4 separate regions of the Mus musculus genome follow, and all the other regions are linked to region 3. A link is a contact called in public promoter capture Hi-C data. All regions are on one chromosome and are shown on one strand. The core of a region is the stretch at or near the end of the contact, and the rest is flanking DNA. Distances in the headings are between cores, read along the strand shown. Region 1 holds the start of Zkscan4 (zinc finger with KRAB and SCAN domains 4). Region 2 overlaps Gm32525 (a long non-coding RNA gene). Region 3 holds the start of Btn2a2 (butyrophilin, subfamily 2, member A2). Region 4 holds the start of Pgbd1 (piggyBac transposable element derived 1).

Region 1 (3,376 bases), core at 220-2,719, 2.0 Mb before region 3:
CCCCAGGTCCAGGGGACCTGACGTCCTTGTCTGGTTTCTGCAAGCACTAGCACACATATGGTATTCACACAAACACATAAATAAAAATAAATCTTATAAAAACCATAGTACCATTCTAACAGTTAAGTTTCCAATAATTGCTTAGTATTCCTGAGTTCTAGTTTTCCCCAATGTCTTAGCTGTATCTTTTTACAGTGTTATGGGAAGCTTACCAGAGATGATAACTGAGACACAGTGTATATACAATCAAAGTCTTTATTCCAGCCAGCTGGGACCACATCCAAGTTTTGGGGGTGCATCTGGATGTGGCCCCCAGTGTCCAGAGCATGGGATTTTTGAGTGCAGAGACTTCATCAAGGCATCTCCCTCGGTAGCTGTAGTGGAGACCACAGGACAAGCAGTTCAAAGCAAGCAGTTTTAAAAGAATTTAAGACAAGCAGTTAGACAGCCGCAAAGAGATTCCACACAAATAGGCAGCTAAGATAAAGGCTTAGCTGGAGGGGTTTCCTGAACAAATAAGCAATTTCAACAAAGCTTAGGTAATTTAGCTAGGGCATTCTGATCATCCGTTCCTAGAATAGCACTGGGTAGTTTTCCATGGGATTCTACAGGAAGATCAGATTCCAGTTAAACCTCGAAACAGCCTCAGCAAGAATATCAGATGGAGGAAGCTTGCACCACCTCACCCATCACAACAGTTGTTTGGTTCTAGTCATGGCCGAAGTAAAGTTTGTCACGGCACCTGGCAGATCGGTCTATTGAGTTTCTTTTAGTTGATGACAGTTCACCTTTCTCAGGTTTGGGAGTGCTTGCATCTAACCTTTGTGTTAGTGTGTCAGCCAGGCTGTAGAGAAACAGGAAGAAATGAAGTTGGAATGGGATGTCCATGGGGTTGGGGACTAGAAAGTTTCTGGAAGTGCATAGAGGGAGTTTGGATGCTTGTAATGCACAAACTTTTTTGCTGAAGAGCTGGAAATCTCTAGTTATTTGGATAGGTGCCATAGTAGACTATACTGGCTCTTTACTGCCTATAGTGTCTTAAGAAGTGGTGGGAAGTAGGATCTTGAGTCCGTGTCTGGAGGATTCTTCTCTCAAGTAGTTTGGCCTGGAGTGGGAGGAAAGGGAGCAGCAGGAAGAGGACAGGACCAGGGACAGACAGGCCCCTTCAGACAAGTGAGTGTCCTGCTTCTTTCACGGTTTCTAAGACATACCAAATTTCTTACCTTTTCCCACCTGCATTCCCCATTCTGCAAAGTCTACTTGCCAGCTGAATTTTCGAGTCAGCACTGTAACAATTATGAAGGCAAGCTTTAGATCAGAAAGAACCAAGGGTCCCGGATAACTTACTTCCTCTGCTTAAACATATACTCCTGTGTTACCCATAGTCTACAATCCTTTCCCCAACAATAATGGGTTAATTTGGAAAGAACCACAGAGAAGCGCATCCTAGAGGGCGCCGGAAGTGGCTTGGGTTCCCACAATGCTTCCACCAGAGTCTGGATGTAGTTTATTTGCCCCGAGCATCCCTTGAGAATATTGTGGGTTTAGGGTGGAGTGCAGAAGACTAGGATTGTAGGTGACACCTCTGCAGCTGTGCCTTTGGTGACCCAGAGCACGAGGGGAGGGAGGAGATAGATCTAGTCTGAATTCCCATCTTGCGAGAATCTTCTGCAGATACAGCTTGTAGCTAGAGGAGCCTGGAGTTGGCACAGAATGGCTAGAGAACCCGGAACGTCCGCAGCCCTAAACGCTCGGTCTGCAGAAGAGGGCACTGGGCTTCTAGTGGTGAAAGTGGAACAGGAAGAGGCCTCCCCCTTGGCAGAGGAGACCAGTTGGCTGGGCAGTCCTGGGCCTGACCGCTCCCGCCAGCGCTTCCGTGCTTTCCGCTACCCAGAGGCAGCCGGACCCCGGCAGGCGCTGAGCCGGCTCCGCGAGCTCTGCAGACAGTGGCTGCGGCCAGACATGCACAGCAAGGAGCAGATCCTGGAGCTGCTGGTGCTGGAGCAGTTCCTGACCATCCTGCCAGGGGAGCTGCAGACCTGGGTGCGCGAGCAGCACCCCGACAGCGGGGAGGAGGTGGTGGCGCTGCTGGAGTACTTGGACAGGCAGCTGGATGACACACCTCCACAGGTAGAAGGAACAGGTTTAGTTAGACCCATGTCCTGTGCCTTTCAGAAACCAAGCAAGATCCAAGGAAGGCATTGCTTAGAGCCCGCAAAGTCTGTCTATGCTGGAAACCTGAGGCAACCAGCGAACTGACCTGGGCCCCTCAGGATAGTTAATCGCATAAAGGAAAATAAAAGGATTGTGGAAGAACTCGTTCCTAGTGAGGCTGGGGTAGAATGTGCCGAGCAGAGTGCTGAAAGGTTACATATGTACTTCTTGTTGTGTGGTGAGTAAGACACGAGGACAGGTTTGAGCAGTGGAATAGGCACAAATGACTTTGTAGGTGTTTTATTGGCTTGTCACGTGAAACAACATCTGCCGTGGCTTGCTGGCAGTCATATGATGCTTATGCCTCTCACACACACACACACACACACACACACACACACACACACACACACACACACACACAAATGTAGTTCTTCCTTTGACAGTGGAGAGGAATTCCACAGTTTTCTTAGAGCCTAGAATCTAAGAGTTTTTTTCTAGCCAAATTCTTGTATACCTTGTTTAAGAGTTTGGTAGAAAACAGGGTGTTTTTTACCTCTATCTTCTGACCTAAAGCAAAACAAAACAAAACAAAACCTTTTTCGAAATTTCATACACATCAACACTCCGTCTCCATCATATTCACCAACAACTCGGCTTCAATTTCCTCCAGCCACCACATATCCCCTTCTCCCCTTCATACAACTCCCCCTTTGTAAACTACCAAGTTCCATGAGTGCCACTTGCTGTCCCATTGGCTGATCGTGTTGTTTTGATCCTGTGCAGTAACCATACTGTCAGTGAGTTTATGGGTCAGTACCCATGTCTTTCCCAAAAGGTAGCTTTTTGAATTACACGTCGCCATTCCCCAATTCTTACGATTTTTCTGTCCTGTCTTCCACGAGGCTCACTGAGCCCTGGGAGTCAGGGGTTGATGTCGATGTCCTGTTTGAGGATGAACACTGGATAGTCACTTATTCTCAGCTCTTGGGCCAGTTATGAATCTCTGAATTAACTGCCACTGACTGCATAGAAAATCATCTCTGGCTATGGTTGAGGGCGACACGAACATGTATAAACACACTCTGGCCTGTTTTAGGGGATTTCTTTTCTGCAACCCCTTGTGGCCAGGAGACCAAGGTTCCAGACTTGGAGTTGTTGTCCTGAGCTCTGTAACAGTGGGAAGTCAATTCAAGTCTTAGAACTTTATTCTCTGAAAAGG
Region 2 (3,175 bases), core at 359-2,858, 2.3 Mb before region 3:
ATGCCAGAGAGGGACCTTGGCGATTCAAGAAGGCTGCTCCTCCTCCTCTTGTTGTAGTCTGCCAAATGGTTGTGAACAAAGAGACAAGAAGTTGGAGATATCCTGACATGAAGATTGGACTTGCCTCAAGGAACTCCAATGACTCTAATTAGCAGGAAGTAGTCTAAAGAGGTCTACACCCACTTTTTCCTCTAACTTTCCTCTTCTACCTAGTGTTGGGAGGTTGGAAGGAATTAGGGTAGAATAAGGCATGGAAGGGTGGTAGGTATAAGAACCCAATAAAATAGATTTAAAAATAGGGCCCACAGGTCTGCCTGAGGATAATACATACCATTGTGCCCAACTGAATTTTGATCCCAATGAGACACAGTTACCCAGTTCTGTTTATTTTAAGACTATCCTTCAACAGCCTCATCTTTTTTGTTTTGCTTTTTCCAGGAGAAATGAGAGGTTGAGAAGTTTTTGTAATTTCAGTTAACAGTTTGTTTGTGGTACTCAGACCCTCTAGGTACCACTAAGCCCCACTCTAGCTCAAGCCTTAGACAGTCTTGAAAGGAAAGGGTTATGGCTGTGTGAGGCCTACTGCTTCCCTGTGAGGGGTGGAAGTTGTGTGGATGTAAATGTCCTTAAGGCTATCCTAACATTCAAAATGCTGTGCTGTATTCTTTTTCAAAGGCATTTCCAATATTACCCATCCCAATTCAAGCTCTACTGACTAAAGTCTCCCACGGTGCCTGGTTCCATGATCTGAAGTCACAAGTGCCTCCTTACACCCAGTGATAAGAAGAAATTAAGCCAGGAATGGGGGCCCAAAGACTACAACAAGATGGTTCTGGAAGGACCTTGAATACTACCTTTGAGATGGGTTGGGCGATGCCCAGGGCCTGAGTGCAGGCTCCTGAATGTCCCACACAGAAACACTCAGTTCCCTGACTGGTTTTCATTTCCTGTACACAAACACATGATACAAAATGTTTATTTTAAACCTACACAATTTGGACCTTGTAGTGGTTAGGTTTTTTTAAGTTGACAGAAAAGCGACTTGGGAAGCAGGAACTCTCAGTTGAGGAATTGCCTCTATCAGACTGGCTGTAGGCAAGTCGCTGGGGGCACTTTCTTGATTAATGATTGATGTGGGAGGGCCCAGTCCATTGTCTGCAGTGCCAGCCCTGGGCAAAAGGTCCTGGGTTATATAATAAAATAAGCTGAAGCTGGGCAGTGATGGCACATGACTTTAATCCCAGCACTAGGGAAGCAGAGCCAAGTGAACTCTGAGTTTAAGGCCAGTCTGGTCTGTCTATAGAGGGATTCCAGGCCAGCCAGGACTACACAGAGAAATCCTGTCTCTAAAAAAACCAAACCAAACCAAAGCAAAACAAAACAGTAAGTGGAGTAAGCCAGTAACTGGTTTCTACATAGCTTCTGCTTGAGTTCCTGCCCTTGCTTTCTGTTATGATGGAGTCTAACTTCTAATATGTCTTAAACCCTGTTTCCCTAAATTGCTTTTGGTCATAGTTTTATCACAGCAACAAAACTGCGGCAGACTCTGAGCCACAGAACCTCTTAGGCGGATGTCAGAGTAGATGATGTACACACACACAGTCTCTTAGTTTCCCAGCCGGAGGGATTGTAGCTAACGTGACCACATCTGGAATCAACTAAATGCCAACCGTCTGAGCACATCCGGGGGAGACTTTCTTGATGAGATTATTTGAGATAGGAAAATACACTCTAAATCTGAGCTTCTCCTGGTGACACCTCACAGAAAAGGACAGGAAAGATGAGAGCTTTTGCTTTTTGTTTGTTTGTCTTCACACTTGCTGGCAAGTTCATCTGCTCTGTGGCTGAAGCCTTTCTGTCCTTCTCTGCACACCCCCTTCCCCACCCCGCCCTGCCCTCATAGCTCTGCTCCGGTCTGGTCTATCTGCCTGTCTACCTGTCCACTTGTCTGCCACTGCCCTTTCCCCAGGATCTCATTCTCCTCCCTTCCCTCTTTATATCAGACCTGTTGCATGGCATAATTTCTCAGAGGCACACATTAGCATGGACCCACCAGGCATCCCCTTACCGAGTTATATTTCACAGCAGTAAAATCCAGTGATTCCATCCAGAGGATACTGGGAAATCCCCTAGGAGCTGTGGAAACCAGGGGTTTCTGAATCAAACAAGAAAATGCTTCCTTATGTGTGTTCTCAAGGTCTCAGCCACCCCACCCCACCCCACCCAGCAAGAAAGATGAACTGTGACTCCGTTGTAAGGAGGAGCTTCTTGACATCTTGGGGTGAAACTGTGCGTCTGGTGATGTGCTCCTGTAAACAACCATTCCTGTTTCAACCCAGAGTCTGGCACCAGCTTGAGTGACTGTCAACACAGCCAGTACAAACGCAAGGGGACTGGCCGACAACAATAACAACAGAAAAATAGCCACGGGGATCTGCTGCTCTTGGGGTTTTGTTTTGTTTTCGATTAGAAGCAGGGACTGTATCCGCCTTCCAAGCTCAGCTCCTTCATTTCTTTCTGCCATGTCCCTGGAAGGTAAACACGAGTTGGGGGATAAGGCCTAGAGTCAGAACATTTGCCTAGCCATGTGAGAACTTGGGTGTAAATTAATATTTATACCAATAAGGACACGACACCAGAGATGTAAATTGAGGTAAAACCCTGCTAGCTCACCGAGATAACTTTATTTTCTTAACTATATACAAAGTATCTATTTACAAGCCCGATCCTACAACTAAACTACTAGCTCTTTAGAAGTCTCTATGTGTCATTCTACTGAGCTAGTCTGCCTTTCTCTTGAGTGCCTCCAAACCCAAGAGGGCCCCTTGGTTCTCTTTCCTAGAATACTGTGTAACCTGTGCCTTGCAGCTGCAGCTGCTTCTCTGTTTTCCTGCAAGTCCAAAGAGAAAATCCCTATCTGTTGTTAGGAGCTCCTTCTGTGAGACCCCGACTTAGAGCATTTCTCCCTAGAAGGTAAAGCCCCTGGTCATTCCCCAAGCTTGTTTCCCTGATCTCTAAAAATACAGCTAGAAAGAAGCTCTTTGTTCTCTATAGCCAGCAAAAAGCCTTTTGGTTTCTGAGCCTTACAGCCAGAGATGCGATAATTGTAATTTTACCAAGGACATCCAGGCAGAGAAGAACACTCCTCCCAACTCTTCCCAACTCCTCCCAACTC
Region 3 (3,154 bases), core at 195-2,694:
AGTGAGCCACATTCCTAGCCCCCTTGTTTTGTTTCCTGAGATAGCATCTTATTATGTACCCCTGGCAGACCTTGAATTCCTGGCAGTCTTGTCTCAGCCTCTTAAGTTTATAGGTGTGTACCTCCACACCTGGCAAGGCATTTATATTAATATTTGATTATGTGGTGTTAAACAAAATATATCATTCAAATCTACGTCATCTATTTTTAACTCCTTTGAATGTTGCCACTTGGACATTTACAGATCTCCTTTGATGCTCTAGCTATATTTCTGTAGGACAAAATTGGGATAAATCCAGTGTCCTCATTCAGAAAGATGAGCCAACACAGCTGCAGTCCCTATTCCTGTCTCTGTCTATCAGGAGAACTGTGGCCATTGCTTTCTGAAAAACTGAGAGGAGCAAGAAGCCTACAACTGTACCTGAGACCAGCACAAACAGGCTGAGGACCAAGAAGAAGAGAAGGGAGGCTATCGGGCAAGAACGCAGGGAAGTTGTAGGCTCCATAGGTCTTCAGGACAGAGTCACCTAGGTCACGTGTGGACAGAAAACCTAGAAGTACAGAGGATAAATCACCCACGGTTCTCATGTACATGACACCTTTTTGTCCCTATGCTGGTCTCATGAGCACTCAGACTTCTGCCTTAGATGGACTCTTGCCCTATGGAACTGGTTATACCTTAATAGTTGGATTCACCAAACATTCTATTAAACAAACAACATAAGCACCAGGCAGGCAGTTTTCTGTTGTCTTAGGCTCAGTTGTCTTTCCAGAGTCCAGTTTCTTCAGCTGTCATTTGATATTCCTCCCCCTCCCTCCTCCTCTTTCTTTCTTCTTGGGCTTTCCTCCTCCTCCTCCTCCCCCACTCCCTCCTCTTCCTCCTCCTTCCCTTGTTCTCTCTCTCCAGCCCCTTCCCTCTTCCTCAACCTCCGGGTCTTTCTCCTACTTCTCTACCCAGTTCTTCCTCCTCTTTCCTCCTTCCCTCGTCCCAAGCCTTCTTTCCTTCCTCCTCCCCTCCCCCCTCGCCTTCCCTGTACTCCCTCCTCCTGGTGAACCTCAGGTAAAACTAGGTAGGTGAGACTACCCCCCCCCCCCCAGGTATTCTTTCCAGAGTCAAAGATCTGGCTTTTCCCTCCCAGCAGCCTGTGTTGTGACACCCTACCCCCACCCCCTATTCCTACAGCCCCTGCTAGGACTCAGAGCGCTCCCCATCCCCTCCCCTACCTTCTAGAATTAACTGCGTTTTCTTTTCTTCTCTGACCCTCAAATGCTGATTATCTTGCCTTTTCTCTACTCTCCAACTTGTCGCTGAGCACAGTCGCCACCAGAGAACAAACTGCTACAGTAGAGAGGAAAGAATTTTCTGTTCTCCATTACTTGCAAAGTGCTGGGACTCGCGACAGCAGACCTCGGAGGACCCATTCCGCGTGCAAGTCTCACAATTTCCACTAAGCAGTTCAGAGCCCGGGATTGGCCTGCCTTAAGTCATCAGCCAATAGTATTCCTATGTCTAGCAGTCACTTGTTACTAGGTAGCATACACAGAAACAATCCTTTCTCCCTCCTGTCTTCCTTTCCCTTGTGCCCCTTTCTTCCCTTCCCTCTTATTGCTTCCCTTTCATGCGCTCCTTTCTTCCCTTCTTCTTCCCACTTGAGAGGTCCTAGAGTTGGGCTTGGTGTCCAGAGGCCTCATCCCTGTGTGTTGAAGTGTGTGTGAAGAAGGGAGTAAGGGAGCCAGATGCAATCCGGGTGTGCTGACTCACACCTTTAATCCCAGCACTCAAACTCTTGGATTAACTCTTTTGGGACAGGGTCTTACTAGCCATGGCTGATGTCAAACTCACAGGCCTGTCTCTACCTCTGCATGCTGGAATTAAAGGCATGGAATTAAAGTCACGCCTAGCTTGATTAACTCTTAAGGGAGTAGACAGTGCTAAGACTTTGTTCTTTAGTTTTAAAAAGTCTCCCATGGGCTGGAGCTATACTCAGTGGTTAAAACTACTTAGTGCTTTTCCAGAGGCCAGTTCAAGGCCAGCCTGGTCTACAGAGTGAGTTCCAGGACTGCCAGGGCTACACAGAGAAACTCTATCTCAAAATCCGAAAAAGGAAAAGGTGTTGGTGGAGAGCAAGACTCAGACTGAGCAGTAGAAATGGGTTACACTTGCTATGATCTCAGTAACGACCTCACTCCCTTCAGACCATGTATTGGTCTGCTGTCTCAATTCTGTTTCTTCTCCCTTGGAGTAGACTACCCTTGGCTGGTTTTTCAGCAGTCTGTCACGATCTATGAGGATTCTTTTGATTGTCTTCAGAGACCTAAGAGTCATCAAGAGGCAAAACTCTTTTCAGTTAGAAGCAGCCAGATCAAGTTGATGCCTATTTCCTAAATGGTTGTAAGGTATCTAGTGTGGTCACAGCAAGCTTAGAGGTCACTGAATCTCCCTGTCTCATAAACAACAGCTCTTAAAAACAGGAATTAAAACAGGACTTTGATGACTGTTTTTTAAAAAGGGCATTTGAATGGTGTCTCTGGCCCTTGTTGAACCTGACATTTTGAACTTCTAGAAGGATCATGTATGTTTGAGCAGAGGCTTTCTTTTTAAATGATCTTATTTTATGTATTTTATATGTGTGAGTATGTGCCACATGTGTGAGGTTGTCTTGGCGGGGGGGGGGGGGGGGCAGAAAAGGACATGAAATCCCCTGCAACTCAGTTGCACTCAATGCTGTGGGTGCTGGGAGTAAAACCCCCGGGCCTCTGGAAAAGCACTAAGTAGTTTTAACCACTGAGTATAGCTCCAGCCCATGGGAGACTTTTTAAAACTAAAGAACAAAGTCTTAGCACTGTCTACTCCCTTAAGAGTTAATCAAGCTAGGCGTGACTTTAATTCCATGCCTTTAATTCCAGCATGCAGAGGTAGAGACAGGCCTGTGAGTTTGACATCAGCCATGGCTAGTAAGACCCTGTCCCAAAAGAGCTAATCCAAGAATGCCTGGCTATCATCTGGACAGGAAAACCTGCCTCAGGAAAGCTGTCTGTTGAGGAGACTTTAAGAAATAGTATAAAAGCTGCTTTAAAAAGTAAATTGGTATAAAGGCCATCTCTTCATTCCTGAGAGTATTTTCTTCCATAATGGTCTGTCTGCTATCATCTCC
Region 4 (3,404 bases), core at 324-2,823, 2.0 Mb before region 3:
CACATGTACTAATGTGAAAGATGTATAAAATATTTTAAGTGAAGAACAGCAATGCTAAAATGCTGTCATTTGTGGTTTTCTAAATTAATCCAGGAATACAGTAGCTCTTCTATAGCATCTAGAAATGTTTACTATCCAGGAATAACCCCTGAGTTAGCTTGCAGATCTCAATTCATTGTGGTGGTTACATAATAGTGTGGGTGTTCTTAGAGCCATGTTGCTTTAAAAACAAACAAAACAAAACAAAATAAAACTCCTTTGGATGGGATAAGCTGTAAGTTAAATGGATGACCACCGAACAGTTATTCAATTAACTAGGTCTATATAATAATGTCTCCATCAAAATTCAAAAGGCAGGATGTGGAGCTTCCAAACAGTTGGAGACTGATGCCTCCACAGAGGGCATAGAAGTACCACACCCCTTATTCGTAAACACAGGGATATCTATCCCTGCTTCACCTGAATCCTTTGCAATACGCTTTGTAACACGTCAGTAAGCATGTTTCCTGAGTTCTGTGGGATCTGAGCTCTGGGAGCAGTTAGTAAAAACCCTGATTTCCAGCCAGTGGGTCAGAAGCATAGGTAAAATAAAGTGGAACTTAGAACTGATGTTGAAAGTGGGAACCAGTCTTGTGTCTTGTATACACAGCATATAGGAACCATCCATCTGCACCGAATTAGAGAGCTGCAAACGGTGTTCAGAGAGGAAACTTTGCTTGCTTGCTGGTGAGGACAAACTTCTAGCGTCCTTTGAGGTCAGACTGCCATTACACACACACACACACACGCACACGCACACGCACACGCACGTACAAAACCATGGCAACCATCAGAAACTTCTCCTTGGGCTAACTTCAAACTCCCAGAATCCAATCTTACCTGCGTCTCCCGTTTAGTTTACCACCAAGTATATTAAGCACCTAATTATTTTCCATGAGTAAAGTTAATCCTAGAATAAAAGAAGTTAGTTCCTACCTACTAAAAAAACCATGGACTTCCCAGTTCCTCGAATTCAGGGTGACAGTTTTTTTTCCTGCTCTGTATTGGTCTATCCTTCCAATGTAAATTCCTACTGACACAAGACCTGCTCTGTACCTGCATAATCTATCGTGGCTACCCTCGAACCTAAAATAGGAATGGGAAAACTGAGCCACACAGGTGGCAACCGGGTGTGCACCTCTGGGTGCACGTACTCCGTTCTCCAGCTTCTATTGCAGATCACTGCACAGCCACCCCTGCTCCTGGCAGACCTCTACATAAACTAGAATCGCAGCACGTACCTGATACCCAACAAAGACCGGACGAACGTAATAGATGTACCTGTAGTGCCTTCGCCAGGGCTCTAACCTGCCCAGATCTACGCTAAAATTATATACGCCAGCGCCCAGCAGCTAAGGGTGTCTATTTGCTGCTTAAAAGTTTAGGGAACGTGTGCTACGAGGACGTGAGGATGTGCCGAAGCTCATGAAAAAAGCCTGCGACCAGAGCCAAGAGGCCAGAGCGCCACAGCCTGGCGGTTCTTGCTGTTAGTCTCCGAGCCCGCGACGATGAAGGTCGGCGGGAAGGAGTCCAAAGGGATGAAGGACAGGGGGCACTTCCTGCAGACGGAGCTGGGCACCGAGGGGGCACTTCCTGTAGTTGGAGCTGGAGACTCACTGGCAACTTCCGGCAAGCGTTGTGCTCCTTAGAAGCCTGGTGACAATCTCTGGTGCACCGGTGGAGCCAGGTCGTGGTTTTCCTGACCCGCACCTCTCCTGGTAGTTTCGAAGAAACCAAACACGCGCTCATTTCCGTAAATCATTTCAACAACAACAACAACAAAAAAAAAAAAAAAAAAAACCAAAAAACCCTGTAGGATGTACCTGAGGGAGCGCTCTTGCTTGACATACTTACTGGGTTCGGTCCCCAGCACCACAAAAGAAAAATTTTCCTAGACTGTCTTCCATAAAGACAAAGCTGAGTTGGCCTTTACAGGGTCTTGTGCGGACAGTCAGTTGGGTAAATACCCAACAAAGCCCTAAGGTGAGTATACAGATTTTATATGCGTGCAAAATCCCAGGTAGCTTGAATTCAAAAGTTAACCATATTTACTTCCTGTGTATTCGACTGGGAGATCATATGACAACTTGGAGCTCTCTTGCTTTGTGGGTCTCAAGGATTGAACTCAGGTGTGTTGGCAAGCACTTACTGGCGGATCTACCACCACAACCTTCCTAGAGATGTCTTATAAATTCTCAGGACATTTGGGAACGTTTTGTTCATCGAGAATAATAGCTTTTGAAGCACTTACGGAAATCAAAATGTAAGTTTGCACTTTATTATTTGGCTAAGACAGCAATCCTTTTTCTATAGCAGCTGAAAAATATTGTTGTTTTGAGTGTTTATGAACATCCACATGTGCATGTGGGTATGGAGGCCAGAGGTCGATTCCTGAGGCTTTTCTCTATAACTCTTCAACTTTATTTTTTAGACAAGGTCTCTTACTGAATCTTGGGGCTCACTGATGCAGCTACATTGGCTGCCAGCAAGCTCTGGGGATCCCCCACCCCCAGGGGGATTATAGCTCTATACTACCATCCCTACCACTGTCATAGGCATTTTACCAACCGAGCCTCTCCCAGACCCATAAGCATAAACATCCCAACAATATTCCGTTGTATAGGGTACAATAATTTACTTAACTATCCTCAATAATGCAGGTTTAGTTATATTCTTTATTAAGTAATGCTGTAGGAAACACCATTTAAAAATCTTTACTTTCTTTTTATAGCTTTAATTTTATTCAAAAATTACTTTGAAACTTTATTAACACTTTACAGACTGTTTACAATACTGTCAATATCATTATTTCCATAGAAAAGTATTCTCTTTACACTATCAATAATTATGTTTTTATGTTGCTTTAAATATATTTGTTGAGTAAATATTACACACACAAACTGACGAAGAATAATGTGCATTTAAAATTTTGATAGTTCTCTAATTTTTAAGGGCCATGCTGTTTGGAAGTAAAAGGAGAAGCTAAGAGAAAGGCCAGAAAAGGAACATCACTTTCACACAAACAGTGATGCATAAAAGGATGTTCCACAGTAGAGATGTAAAGCATGTTCTAAGACTGTGTTTCTTCTGAGGCTTAGGAATTACAAGGGTTACAATGCCTGTTACATGCACGTTTGGTGTGGATCGGAGTTAAACATGAAGGAGACTGATCACACGCTAACACTGTTATTTTGGGTGGTGTTGAGGACCTAACCTTGGTCCATGCCATCAGTTTTTAAGGCCATATGACTGCTGAAGTTGCAACTATCACATGCAAAGTGTGGGCAAAAGGTCCAAGAGAGGTTCTTCTCAGTTCAGCCAGTCCCTTTGTGCAGCTCTCCCCAATTTTGCTTAGAGTGTATCTT

Evidence for each region. Promoter capture Hi-C pulls out the DNA fragments that hold promoters and counts their contacts.
Region 1: a promoter capture Hi-C map of neutrophils shows a contact between it and region 3, with 2.8 times the contacts expected there. The contact joins the promoter of Zkscan4 here to the promoter of Btn2a2 in region 3. A contact is called at or near these places in 6 of 39 promoter capture datasets (cranial neural crest, hippocampal neurons, liver and 3 more) and 1 of 9 other capture datasets (adipose tissue).
Region 2: a contact with region 3 is called in a promoter capture Hi-C map of pre-B cells, with 7 times the contacts expected there. The contact joins the enhancer-like site here to the promoter of Btn2a2 in region 3. A contact is called at or near these places in 7 of 39 promoter capture datasets (cranial neural crest, frontonasal cranial neural crest, hematopoietic stem and progenitor cells and 4 more), 1 of 115 datasets of contacts at active chromatin or transcription factors (embryonic stem cells) and 1 of 9 other capture datasets (adipose tissue).
Region 4: a promoter capture Hi-C map of neutrophils shows a contact between it and region 3, with 4 times the contacts expected there. The contact joins the promoter of Pgbd1 here to the promoter of Btn2a2 in region 3. A contact is called at or near these places in 9 of 39 promoter capture datasets (cranial neural crest, frontonasal cranial neural crest, hematopoietic stem and progenitor cells and 6 more) and 1 of 9 other capture datasets (liver).

The regions. Positions count from the first base shown.
Region 1 is chr13:21,477,380-21,480,755 of GRCm38.p6, forward strand. It overlaps Zkscan4 (zinc finger with KRAB and SCAN domains 4), which reads left to right and starts at 1,470. Exons shown (of 3, transcript NM_001039115.2): 1 at 1,470-2,130. The coding sequence starts at 1,714. Gm40828 (a long non-coding RNA gene) reads right to left here and starts at 1,446. Exons shown (of 2, transcript XR_873159.3): 1 at 1,224-1,446; 2 at 238-844.
Region 2 is chr13:21,235,718-21,238,892 of GRCm38.p6, forward strand. The region is part of intron 1 of Gm32525 (a long non-coding RNA gene); the gene reads right to left. Among named protein-coding and RNA genes, the nearest start is that of n-TAagc17, 3.3 kb to the left of the region's middle. Within about 2 kb of position 1,609, at least 6 of the 459 cell types and tissues checked have an H3K27ac peak or open chromatin away from gene starts, as enhancers often do. A contact at or near this core is called in second pharyngeal arch cranial neural crest, where this site is marked.
Region 3 is chr13:23,487,413-23,490,566 of GRCm38.p6, forward strand. Btn2a2 (butyrophilin, subfamily 2, member A2) reads right to left here and starts at 1,445. Exons shown (of 8, transcript NM_175938.3): 1 at 1,224-1,445; 2 at 421-550. The coding sequence starts at 505.
Region 4 is chr13:21,439,480-21,442,883 of GRCm38.p6, forward strand. Pgbd1 (piggyBac transposable element derived 1) reads right to left here and starts at 1,574. Exons shown (of 5, transcript NM_001162920.1): 1 at 1,281-1,574. Zscan26 (zinc finger and SCAN domain containing 26) reads right to left here. Exons shown (of 6, transcript NM_001347491.1): 6 at 2,701-3,404. 4930470G03Rik (RIKEN cDNA 4930470G03 gene) reads left to right here and starts at 992. Exons shown (of 4, transcript NR_151504.1): 1 at 992-2,022; 2 at 2,157-2,302.